Regions from separate parts of the Rattus norvegicus genome. Here region 2 is linked to region 1. A link is a contact called in public HiChIP or PLAC-seq data. All regions are on one chromosome and are shown on one strand. Each heading gives the region's core, a stretch centred on a gene start, on an enhancer-like site or on the middle of the called end of the contact. The rest is flanking DNA. Distances are from core to core; before and after follow the strand shown. Region 1 has its middle 220 kb from the start of Tcf4. Region 2 overlaps Tcf4 (transcription factor 4).

What was found. HiChIP or PLAC-seq counts read pairs in DNA pulled down with a chosen protein or histone mark.
Region 2: a contact with region 1 is called in an H3K27ac HiChIP or PLAC-seq map of oligodendrocytes, with 3 times the contacts expected there. The contact joins two enhancer-like sites. A contact is called at or near these places in 1 of 12 Hi-C or Micro-C datasets (frontal cortex) and 1 of 1 datasets of contacts at active chromatin or transcription factors (oligodendrocytes).

The regions. Positions count from the first base shown.
Region 1 is chr18:64,998,145-65,004,541 of GRCr8, forward strand. No RefSeq gene overlaps it. Among named protein-coding and RNA genes, the nearest start is that of Tcf4, 220 kb to the right of the region's middle. Within about 2 kb of position 4,082, at least 6 of the 93 cell types and tissues checked have an H3K27ac peak or open chromatin away from gene starts, as enhancers often do.
Region 2 is chr18:65,375,613-65,382,009 of GRCr8, forward strand. The region is part of intron 4 of Tcf4 (transcription factor 4); the gene reads left to right. Among named protein-coding and RNA genes, the nearest start is that of Tcf4, 160 kb to the left of the region's middle. Within about 2 kb of position 2,894, at least 16 of the 93 cell types and tissues checked have an H3K27ac peak or open chromatin away from gene starts, as enhancers often do.

The DNA of each region.
Region 1 (6,397 bases), core at 2,832-5,331:
CCGTGACATATTGGGCAACCCACGTGCGGTGGTTAAGACCTAACTACCACCACCAAAAGGAAAAATAAATTTCCGCACGTACACACCGTAAAACTGCAACTCAATTCGAACGCAGGACTGTGGCTGGAAGTTCGCCCAGTGGCTCTTAGACCTGAGACACTAGACCCCCACCCTCTGCCCCACTCCCCTTCCCCACCACCTGTCCCCCAAATGTAGGAAAGGAACCCACAAAACAACCCACTAAAGGATAGCCCACGTTTAACTCGCTAAATGAGGGTGGATTTTTGGATCAGGTGAGATCCATGTCAAAGGTGCTTGTATTTTTGCATTGGGCCCTTCTATGCTACACACCTTCAGCTCGTTGCCTAGCAACCAGGAGAGACCCACTGAGCATGCTCACTGAGAAGCCTAATTGCTATTACATTTTACCTTTTTTTTGGGGGGGGGTTGTTTGCTTTCCTTTTATTTTTTAACCTTATTAACCAAAAGAGGATATCTGTTGTTATTGTTGTTGTTGTTGTTTTTGAAGGCACAACTAAGGTCTACACAAAATTGAAAAGACAAGAGAATAATATATTTTCAGATCAAAAGAAGTCATGAAATGCCAATGTCAGGCATCTATGACAGGCATAAAAACATCAAAATTGAGTGAAGGGAATAAAAAGATCAAAATTGAGTAGACTGACATTAAATAAAGTTTGATTTCCCATTTATTCAGATTTTTATAGACTCGTTTACTTTAATTCCTTTATCTTTTCCAATCGAGGCCTGATTGTTCTAGGTCCTAGAGGAGGAAAGTCGAGTTTTAGACCACACGATTAAGAACATTAGTAAGCTTTGTTACAGGACTTAAATCATTCAGACTGAAAGGAAAACCACCTTTTCCACCTACACTTTGCTTCCTCTTTCTCACTTTATTTGACTCCAAATTACAAGCTAAGACCCAGTTCCATTCACTGTTCCACAGACAGCAAGAAATAATTTTGGACATCTCAGAGAAAAAGGCAGGTTTTTTTTTTTTCCAAACTCGAAGATGACTGACATGTTTTAGGTCAGTTGACTAACCAATCCAATTGCTGAACTACCATACCCTATTCTTTCTCCCAGCATCTAGATTTGTGTATATAATATAATAAACTATTCATAGGACACTATCTATTGAACTAGTTTTGTAACTAAATTGAATGTCATTTAGATTTGGTTTTATGTAGAATTTCCAATACACTTCCAAAACTTCTCTCTTTTTTTTTCCCCCAAAATTTCTTCTTTTGAAAAATTAACTTTTCTTCTTAACCGTACGTATTTATTTCACTCTTGTCTCTGCATGAATATTCTAATTTTCTTCTACTTCCACGAACTCGCTGCGCGTCCATCAAGTCTATGGAAGGAAATGTGAAATAGTCGTTCGTACTGAAATGCTTTGTCAAAAATACTGTTAGGGTAAAGCTGTCCCTTTCACCTTCCGGTGCACAGTGGATGTCGGCAGGAAGTAGGAAGAGGCTTGGGAGGTGAGTGCAGTCTGTCTAAACCTCGGTCTTCCACTTGCACTGCACCCTTCCAACCAGAACTTTCTTCTTTCTCCAGGAGCCAAGGCTTCATAAAGAGGAAGCATGCTGGCATTATGCTACCCTTAGCAATGGCAGAGGGGTCTGGAGAGAAATCCACTAGCACTGTTTGCCTGTGTGTGTGTGTGTGTGTGTGTGTGTGTGTGTGTGTGTTTGCGTGTGTGCGCGCATGCACGCACACGCACGTGTGCACACGCTCAGGTCTTACCGAGATACAATACTAACAGTTCCTGTTTATGCATGAGCCAGTAAATTTCCCATTCCCACAGAGACAAGAGCAGAGGGAGCAAACTTTAGCAGCCGAGCCATATTACCCGATATCCTAGCATTGGTAAGAATTCTGGAGCCATAGTGGATAAGAAATTAATAAAATCAAATATTTCATTTCATTACAATTAACCTTATTATGCACAGAAGCAGGTCAACCAGCTTGGGTAATGAAGAACTAAACGAGGGTAATTGGCGGAGTCAGGATTGCAGGGATGGCTTGCGAAGCCCACGGAATTGCTGGTAAAATGGCACTTGATTCCTGTCTCCCTCCACTCCAAAAAAAAACCTACTAACAAAAAGAAAATCTAAGCACATACACATATATACACAATATGTGTGTGTTTTTAGTTCCATGGTTGGCACTACTCGACTTCCATTTATATAGCTCCACATATGCTCTTTAATATGTGAAATATACGCTCCTTAGAGAAATCTTTCCTTCAGCTTCATTCATGCTGACAACCCTCTTCCCCCCTCTCTTCTCTCTTCCTGTCTTCTTTCTCATTAATCCCTCTTTCGCACACACACATATGAAGAGACGCACACATATTCACACATGCAGACACGTGAGCTCTGCAATTACACTAGCCCTTGTTCCCATAACCTACAATGTTTTAGAAGTAAAATGCCTTCTAATTTCTCTTTTCTCCTAAACCTAACAGGCTACTGGCCCAAAGGGACTCTGTTCGGCTAGCCCCTGCTTGTTATAGCAGGCTCACCCAGAGGTCTACCAAAAACTCAGGGTTGAAACCCAATAGGAACAGTTGGTAGTAGAGAGAGCTCTGAGGGATTTTATGAACAGAAAGAAATGCGGCAATTGTGTGGCAGTTTGCTCTCTCCCATCAAAGTGAAGTCAGAAGGCACCATGTCTCATATGGTTATTTTCTTACATTGGTAAATCAGTCCTATCTGGGCCCATGCTGTTTTCAAGTTTTCTCAACCTTAATCTCTAGACATCCTGTAGAGGGTGGCAAGTTAGAACTCTGTTCCAACAAACACGTCTTTGCATTTCTATGAAGTTAATTCGATTCATTCATTTGAATGTAAGGCCCTTAAGCATCTTCACTTAAAGGTATAGATGTTTTCATTCTGTTTCCTTCTTCCCTCTCTCGCTTCTGTGCACTATTCTTCTGCTGTATTTAAAGCACTTATTAATGCTCTGGGCTCCCTAAGAAAATTCTGTTGATTCTGCTTTTGTTTTGATTTTTGTTTTTGCTTTTTAATTTCTATAAGGCACCCGTGCTCTCTTTTATAGAAAACCTACTATTAGAAATTTGGAAGCATCAAAAATAGTAAGCTATATTGGTATTTAGAAAGGGAAAACCTAAGGAAAAGCTATTGGATCATAAGTATAAATAATATGCTCATCTTTTAATTACAAAGGAGACTATTTTCTTTTCCAGTTCTACCCACAATGACAAAAACCTTGTAAATGGCATTCAGTAATCAAAGGCATTGTGAGATCAAAATTTTAAGTATTTATATTTTTCAGGTTGTGCGAAAGCGAATTAAAACTTAAATGTCTTTAACAAGCGCACACAGAATTCCTCAGCAAAGGGCATTTGAGCCTTTCCTAAGGCTGAAGAACCCTTATTCACAAAAAACAAAGTAACTCCGAAATTTGGCAATGTTCCTTTTATTAAAAAAAAAAAAAAAAAAGGAGCGCATATGCATGCCTAGCCGTTTATTACAGTTGAAATTCCTTGGGGGATATGGCCTATATGTAATAAATGTGATCCTACATTTATCAGATGCAAAGAGAGAAGAATCTTCTACTAGCTTGATTGATAGCCCGGATTTTTCAACGATTTGGGAGAGAACTGTGTATATTTTTCTCCTATAAAACAAGTATACATATGCAAATTTCATTACGCCAGACAAAGGAGTGTCAAAACCGGGAAAGATGGTGTCGGCTTTTTTTTTAAAAATTATTATCGTATGAATGCTGTAGAAATGGTTACTAGATGGGGTCCTGGTTGTTTTAGTAGAAAAATTACATAAAACACTTTAATAATGCATACCTAACGTTTATTTCCTTATTAGGAATTGTTAGGAACCTGGCTCGCTTTGCCAGCCTATCTGTCTGCACCTGTTGTTACAAATTTCCAGGAGACTCACACACCAATTTTGCCTGAGTGCACTGGGTGTATTTTCCATTGTTTTGATTGTACAGTGAGGGCACAGGCAGTCTGCATTCAAATAAGAAGGCACATTTTATTCAAAGAGGGAAGTCATGTCCTTGGAACTTCAGCCTTAATGAAACACTTTTAAAAGGACACACTGATTGGAACGGGAAGAGATCCAAAGAGAGGAGCTTCCAAAGACAGGCGGGTGGCTGTGTAGTCGAGAAGAAAGGAAAATTGATTTGATCCGTGAACGAGAACTATAGTATTCCAAGCAACTTTTGAAAAAATCTGTATGAAGTCATCAGAGATGTACAGAGCCGTTGTACGTAATAGAGCAACAGACTGTAAGAAAACCATCCTTCTAAACGCTGAGTTAGGATGAAATCTAACTATTTTGATTAGTTTTAAGATTTTTTTTTTCACTCTCAATTTGCTTAAATGAGTCATTGAAGTTCCCTTGACTAATTTTGGCAGAATTAACATTTCTAGCTGGTTGATTTGGGCATCCAGTGTCTTCGGACATCTGTACTACAGAGACACCCGTATGCTGAAGCCCCGCTTCAATGCTACTCTTACCAAAATAGCACATTTCCGCTTATGAAGAACAGAGATTAGACTTTCCCAGCACAACTCATACTTTTTAAAAGGCGCGTCAGAATTTTAAAGTGCATTAAAGAAAGGGCATTGGCACATTAATACAGCTCCCTTTGAGGAAAGATGTCGCATAATTTCTGCTGAACCGTTGCATAGACCTTCAATAAAGAAAGTGCTCAAGGGAGAAAATTTAAAAAAAAAAAAAAAAAAACATACACACGTGGTGTCCTTGGGAACTAAGCAACTTTATGTTTACGGAAAACTGAGCCCACAAGATACATTGTTGCACAGACTTAAACAGGAGTGGAAGGCCCCAAGGGACTGTTGTTTTGTTAACTTATTTTAAATATTGTGTTTTTCTGCAGCTGTCTACTATGTGGCAGGGACTACACAGGATATTCTAATGTGTGGTTATTATATTTTTCTTTTTAGATAGTTTTCCTTCTCTATCAAAACAGGATGTACAAGAAGCTAATGGCTTTCTGTTTTCATAGAATGACGGTATCAGCAAGGGAACGGAAGAATTACAGAAGGTCTGTAATAGGTGGATGAGTTTGTTCTGAGCTTGGCTCTGGCCAAGTTTCCTCTCTGGAAGCAGGTGCAGGCTTAGTTTACGCCAGGTAAGATAAGGGCTCCCGGCAGAATGCGGGCATCTTGCTAAGCAACCTGTTTGCAGATGTACGTTGAGATCATCGAGCCACTTAAAAGTGCAAAATGTACAAGGTAGAATGTACACGTGTCCGTTTGGTGTACAGAATGGGATGGCATACAAAAGCCAGACCTAAACAGGAACAGTTTGGCAGAGACTGAACTAAATGAGTATAAAATCATCAATGGTAGATGAAGGGAGCTGGAAGGAGGATTCTTCCAAGGCTCAGGGTATTCCAACATTTAAGTTCTTTACAAAAGACAACCGAGAAAACAGAAGAAAAAAAAAAAAAACCTCCTGAAGAATCATCATAGACAAATGTTTGAGTTAGAAATACCTGCTTTTATCTGACAGCTTTCGACTATTCACTGAGCCTACGTCAGTCACATTTATTGTCAGATTGGAACATGTAGAAAACAAAAACAAAACAAAATGAAGGAATTTCACCAAAGGCAACATTGATAAGAGTATTGTCCTTCTAGACCAAAACTCTGCTCCAAGAGCAAAGGTCTGGCAGCTAAGCCTCCCGCGTGACTAAGCTGGGAGTGTTTCTGAAGTTAATAGCTGAAGTAATAGCTTTCACCTGTAGGCTTCCAGCCACAACCAGTTCACAAAGGAAAATGTGCAAAAGTGCCCAACAGAATGTACGCAAGCCTCCCCCCACCCTTAAACCACAGGAGGTAACCTCATCCCTGGCCACTGACGGTGTCATTAACATTATTATTCTTTAATGTGCCAGATAATTTCATTGGTTTCTTGCTCTTAGGGCCTTTATAGAGCACCACTTCTTGAGTTTCTTTTTTTTTTCCTTTTAATTCATTTTCTTTTGTCCACTGTAACTGATCCAGATCTCCCCTACTTAAATCATAAACTGTCCAGAACTGGACCAACTAGGATGGTGTGAGACTAGACAAGGTCACCAAAAATATTTACTTGGCACTAATCGTTTCCAGTCCTGGATGAAGGAGGTGGCGAGGAAGAAAGAAAATAAAAATTCTGAGCAAAATTCAGGCATCAAAGATGTAAAGTGTTATATAGTAGGAGAGATGGTGTCACCTCCCTTCCCGAGGCTCAGAGTTAAAGCAACATGGAAAAGCTTTTCTTGTCATGAAAAGACGGCGATTTATAAATAAACAGACGGTATTAATTCCTCATGTGCTGAGGTGACGTGCAGAATTTGGTCAACAAAATTG
Region 2 (6,397 bases), core at 1,644-4,143, 380 kb after region 1:
TTTGTTTCAGGTATTGCCACAACAGCGACATTGGTCTGTGGGTGGAGACACCCAGGGTGGCTGCCAGTACCCTCATCCAGCTGCCTCCTCTGTTTCCCCGTTGTTTGTGGTCTGTGTAGTGATTTCAGGGAGGTGGAAATTGAGAGAACATTTGTGTATCAAAGCAGCCTAAATATTTGCAAAAAAAAAAAAAAATTGCTTGAGGAAAAAACGAATCCACTTAGGATCATTGCTTAAACACCTCTAAACCGTTTGTGATTTCTTGAAGTCTGTTATTCATGGGCACTTTATAACCCGAATTTAGGGGGTCAGATGGGGAAACCAAAGTTGTACACATCTTCTATGATAGTAAATGTTTTGCTTTGTGATATAGTCCAGGCCCACATATAAAAGAAGACAGAGATATATTTAAAACACAATTGGTTATTAACAAATGTATCAAAGAAAAACAAGGCCACCTGAGATGGTATGACGATGGCCCGTTCCTTCCTGTTCCTCCCCTCCGTTTTCTCTCTCCTCGGGATGAATTCCAGCCATATTGCCCTGCTACGGTGCTCTTCCTATGAGCTGTCATGAGCCTTTTTTTTTTTTTTAATGGTGGTGGTTTGAATGTTAGATTTTTCCCCCTCAGTAAAGATTTGAATTGAATGTGGGCATTTTAATGAGCAATGTCTTAGCTGCTTCTCCCCTATGGTTTGGGAACTGTAGGAAGCTGCTTGGTTGAGGGCAGTTTCCTGAGTCCGTAAACAGTGCAGTGGCTGAACGCTGACAGTCAGTGTACCGAGAAGCCCCTTGGATCAGGTGTTGTTTTACCATCTGGACATTTTAATTAGTAATAAAAACGTAGGTCTAGATGCACGGAAAAAGGGTCTGCAGTACACAACGGCCCAGTGCCCTGCACTAACGCTGAGTCGCGCACGGCGACGTCTTACAAGTTTGAAGCAGTGACGCTATACGCAATTGCGTTCATTCCTCCTATGTGAGGATTCAGGCTTCATTTTCCCACTGGACGATAATGTGCCAAAGGATGACTATTTTTATTAAATGACAAACAATAGTATATAACATAAATAAGCTTTCATTCTTAAGTAATGTGTATGCTTCGTTAATGGCCAAACTTTCCCTAGTAATATATGGTATGGCTGGCAAAATACAGTGTAGGCATGAGAAGTGTGTGTGTGTGTGTGTGTGTGTGTGTGTGTGTGTGTGTGTTGGTTTTCTACTTCATTGCTGTGCATAGTGATGCAAACCAGTTAACCACCTAAATTTTTCTTCATGCTGCACACATAGAATGAAAATACTTGCTATAATAGTTCTGATACATGTCGATTAATATGATAATGAAGGTCACAGGGCACATTCCTGAAAGTGATCAATATTATATAGAGTTGTAACATTGATGGTTGTTATAAAATACAGATTACCAACTCATTACCCACTTACTCACCTCCATAATTCAATAAATTGTCTTTGTGTTAATAAGAAAAGTGCAGATACCCGATTTCATCAAGTTACTATCAGACCACCAAAAAAAAAAACCTGACCGCATTTTTCAACAGAAAGCATGGATCTATTTTTCTAAAGTATATATGCTCTTAGAAGCAATGTGATTCTTAATTAAGGCAGAAGCGGGTACATTTGGGGAAATAGTGACCCTCTGGAGAGATGGAGAGTGAACATAGCTTAGGGAAATGAGTCTTCATATCTTCCCCAGGAAACGTGTGTCGCTCTTCTCTTAAAGATTGTGAATTTCATGTTTGCAAACCACTGTGAATACCTTGAACAGTATCATTACTGTTGAGAACCAACCCATTATCTCTCTCTCTCTCTCTCTCTCTCACACACACACACACACGCACACACGCACGCATGTGCACGTGTACACACTCCCATACACACACAGGTGAGTATGCACACATTCACATACATCATATATTTTGCTTATGGACGCGTTACTTCCAGAAAGTGAGGGAGCAGATAAAATTACCACAGGGTCGCCTGAGTCCATGTACTTTCCCCAGAAGCTTCCCCAGCTTTTGTTACGGAACCATTTCTTCCTTGAGACTTCCTTGGGAAGAAGCTAAGACTGTCTGCTTGCTGCTTGCTTTATATGGTAGAGCGGGGAGGCAACATGCCACGGGACAGTAGCTGTTTAATCCATTTTATTACATCGTCCTCAGCTGCAAGTCAGTGCCACCCTCCATGACAGCATTGACACACTTTAGATGACTTTGTCCCTAACAACAAGCACGCTTTTCTTGGAGGCCGCCTGGCTTTTGTGGTGAGTGGCTTAGATGGCTTTCAGACCTGACCATGGGACCTAGCATGTGTGGTAGCTATGCAGAGGCCATCTTCATTCAATTCATTGGTGAGTGTTAAAGGAAGCCCCAGAAGACATGGGAACACGCCCATTCTCACCGTGAAACTTGTAAGATTATTTTCTATCTAGAGAGAGACTTAAACATGGGAATTGGTTGCATTTTGTGCTGTCCCAGGCTCATTTACATGTTCCAACCTACTTGTTATTTGTCTTGAAACTGAAATGGCGAGGCTACAGGTCTGTAAGATTTTCTGAAACCCACCTGCCCTAACCTTTTTTCATTCTGATCCCCAAACTACAGGTTGTCTTTTCAAAAGAAACTCCTTTTCAAAGGTACTCAAATGAAAAATTTGGGGGCAACATTTACAATTTGAGAGGGGAAAAAAAAGTAATTCAGACTAAAGTGTGTAGCCAAACTCCTTAATCGTGATGCATTTGCCCAGTTCTTCCCTTCCATCGTCGGGCCTGCTCTCGTGCCATATGGCCTACCATGGAACATTTAACTTGTCAGATATAATGGATTGTCCTGGAAGCAGATTTTTGCTTTGAGCACTCAGCTCCTTTCTTGCGTCTCACTCTCGGCTCCAGGCTGCAGGATGAACGATGGCGGTGGAAAAGCGAAGAGGAGACACACAGTTGATTCCCCCGAAGAGGGTGACCTGTGTGGCACAGAATTTTACCCATGTAAAGAGGCATTATCCCCGTCACTGGCCTTGGCGGGCTGCATGTCAGAATCATTTAAATCTGCCTGGACTTAACAGATTGTGCAAACAGTTCGGAATTGAGTGCTTAGGAATAACAAAACCTCGTCATTTTAACTTATGCAGAAATGGAGGAGCCACATCAGCTAAAGGGCGCATATCATTTACCACGACCTATGTGTCACCAAAGCCACCTGGTTTGTAGACAACGTGGACCCAGTTCATCTCTCAAGTCTGAGAGATTTGATTTTTTTAAAAAAGGAATCACTTGATGGCTATGCCTCAGAGCTCCACTGCTTTTGTTTGAGCGGTAGGGCTTAGGTTGAAATGGCCATTGATGGGGGGGGGTAGATAAACAAAGTGAAATTATCCAGCCTTGCTTCCAGTTTGAGAGTTATTTGACAAACGTCCCTTTATTGTAACCTATTTGAAAGGAGAAGCTACTCTTGTGCGGGTTATTTAATCTTTTTATCCGAAAAGAAAAACGGTGTTGGATTCGACATTTCTCTTTATTTGGTACTTTCTCCCCCCCCCCCCCTCCATTTTAAAATTGTTCTGTTGTTTCAAAAAATGTTGGGAGAGATGGGTGGGTGGTCTTCACATTTTGGGGGGAAGACTCTTAAATAAACAACGCCTGTCGATTGATCCATACATACGTATAGCTGGGAGCACCTTTTCTGGAATAACTTTTTGTAACCCCAAAGCAAGAAAAATACAGAAGCTTCAAGCAGACAGTTTGGCACTAACCGATGGAACACCAAACATGGAAAAACAATAAGGGGTGTGCGCATGTGGATTTAGACATGAAATGCTATGTACTTGGGTGGCTGGTAAGCCACGAAGATGAATGGTTTTGTGTGGAACATATGGCTAGACGCACACTAAGAGAGATGCTATTTCAAAGAGTGACTTAATATAAATCACACACACACACACACGCGCACACACACACACACACACGCTGCACGCTAGAAATTTAGCATTTACTTTACTTCTAAAAATACACGTATTGTAGAGAATTCCTAATATAGGCCGCACAGGCCTATTAAAACCACAGTAGTCTTGGGAAGAAACATAAGCTCGCTTGTACGCAAAGAAATTTACCTCTTTTTACAGAACAGCTCTCCTACAGCAGCCAAGAAGCCCTTATTAAAGTCGCTGTTAAATAATAATGTACTTGTGTTTCTTAGTAATCCTAAATTGAGATTACTTTTGTGACTAGCTCTCTAGCCCCTCTTTTAAATTCGGTCAGGTTTTAAGGCTTTAAATAGGTTTGGGGAGTGCCTGCCTAGCCTGAGGCTGCTGTGTTGGGACATGTGCGCCCTCTGCTGGCCACTCCTGTTGGGACCGACTCCGAACGGAGGCTTCTTAATCTCTTTTACTCTCAAGGTATTGAGGGGTGCCATGGGGGCAGGGGTTGTTGGGTTTCCTTTGGATTTCATCTTTAGACATCAATCAAATATTTTCTGAAACTATGAAGTCACTTAAGATTGAGTCCGGTCACTGATTTATTCATCGGAATGGGAACATAAGTTCCAGTGTGGGTGTAGTCTTGCCATCTTAAAAGGACTTACTGACGGCTCAAAGGGCACATAAGGTGTGCAGTGCTCTTAGCCATACAGTCTTTGCTGTTCTCGGCCTGCTTCTGTCTGCGACGAAGCCTAGTTTGTCTGAGTTGGGAATAGAATTTCACGGGGTGAACCCTGGGAGTCAGACTGTGGGGTAACCCTAGAAGAGGGCTCCCTGCTGGGGTGTGTAGTTCTCCCTTGCTTCTAGGAAAATGAGCCCATGTTGCTTTACATCCCAAGGGCATTTTGAGTCTCCTTAGAAATCTGAATGAGCCACCGTCACCTGCAGCCAGTGAGAAAGGTTGTCTGAATGGAGCCACTCTTTCTTTGCCTGGCTTTTCCTACTGTCTTAAGGCCTGCGGGATGGTGATAGAACAGACAATTCTTGACCCCAGGCCACGGTATGAAACCATTCAAGGGCAGCTAAGAAGATGCTACCTCTCTGTACTGCATGGTGGACAGCGCCCTTGGGAGAGAGTATCATTCCCGGCAGTGGGAGAGAGGGGACTCTGTCTAAAGAATGAGCTCTTCTTCAAAAAGCAGTGATGCCTGTTGGGTCACTCCATTACATATTCTATAGTAACTATATTTGTGTAAGTAATTACTATATATCTCTGAGATTATGGATTGAGTCAGCCCCTTAATGGTGGTAGATGAAACTTCAGGACGTTGAATTTTTTGGGGGATTGCATTGCAAATTTCTCTTTATTTGTAAGTAAATCCTAACCCCAGTTCCCAGGCCAGCCCCTCCAGACATGGAACCATCGAAGAACTTAGACCACGAAGGGACAACATAACCTGTAAAGGCTCTTTTGGTGGCCTGTCATCCCAGGTTTGCGTTCCAGTGACTTTAACATTAATTCTCCATACATCATATAAGCGTCATTCTTAAAATGTTATTTTGATTCATTTGACATCGCCAAATAACCGTATCCTAACGTGTAGTCCTCATCACAACCTAACACCTCTCATGGAGGGGCAAGTGGCTCTCTCTTGTCACCATGGTCTTCAATGAGGTTTTGCTAGGTTTTCTTGCTAGTTACCCCCTTGAGAGTGACGGAGCCTCCAGCTTCTGGCACACGGCATGCACAAGTACTCTAAAAAATATCTTTCTTTACATGGTTCAGATTCAGTCCAAAAACATTCAGATGATAAATTTTGCAGGTTCTAGCCCTGGAGACTGCTGTCCGTAAACACTGACACATTTCGTTTCCGGAGTGCTTTGGATAAGATGAAGTCATGTTTCTGGCCCCTCCCCTACTCTGCATCCTTCCCCTGATCGCCGCTCCCTCTCCTCCTTTCTCTGCCATCCTGTGCTCCTGACTTCCTCCCTTGGCCAAATCCTTCTGCAAACAGGACATTTCCCTTAAATATCACATTGTCAGAATAGATGCTTTGTGTTGTCAGATCTTACGCCTCAAGTTCACTCAACTGTCGCTAATGTCATGTGGTAGCTGGCCCCATCTACCCAAGAGTGTGGCTATTTTCTCCATTTTCTTGGTCTTGAAAAGGTAACAGGGTGTCACTCTTCTTTCTTTCTAACGGTTGGCTATCTCCCTACTCTTTGTCCGCTCTATAGATAATCTGGAATACATCTTGAATTCAGATTATTTTTCCCAATTTCTCAACAAAATCCAGATTGATTGTGTTCTCAGACACAATCAAGGGAGAAGATCATTTCAGACATTACACATAAACAGACGACTGGAGCTAAAAATGCTTGTATGTAGGTATGCCCGCATATGTATGTACAGTAGCTATGTGTATTGAATACACTCTCACTATCTAAGTTGGGAGTGGAACGTTGA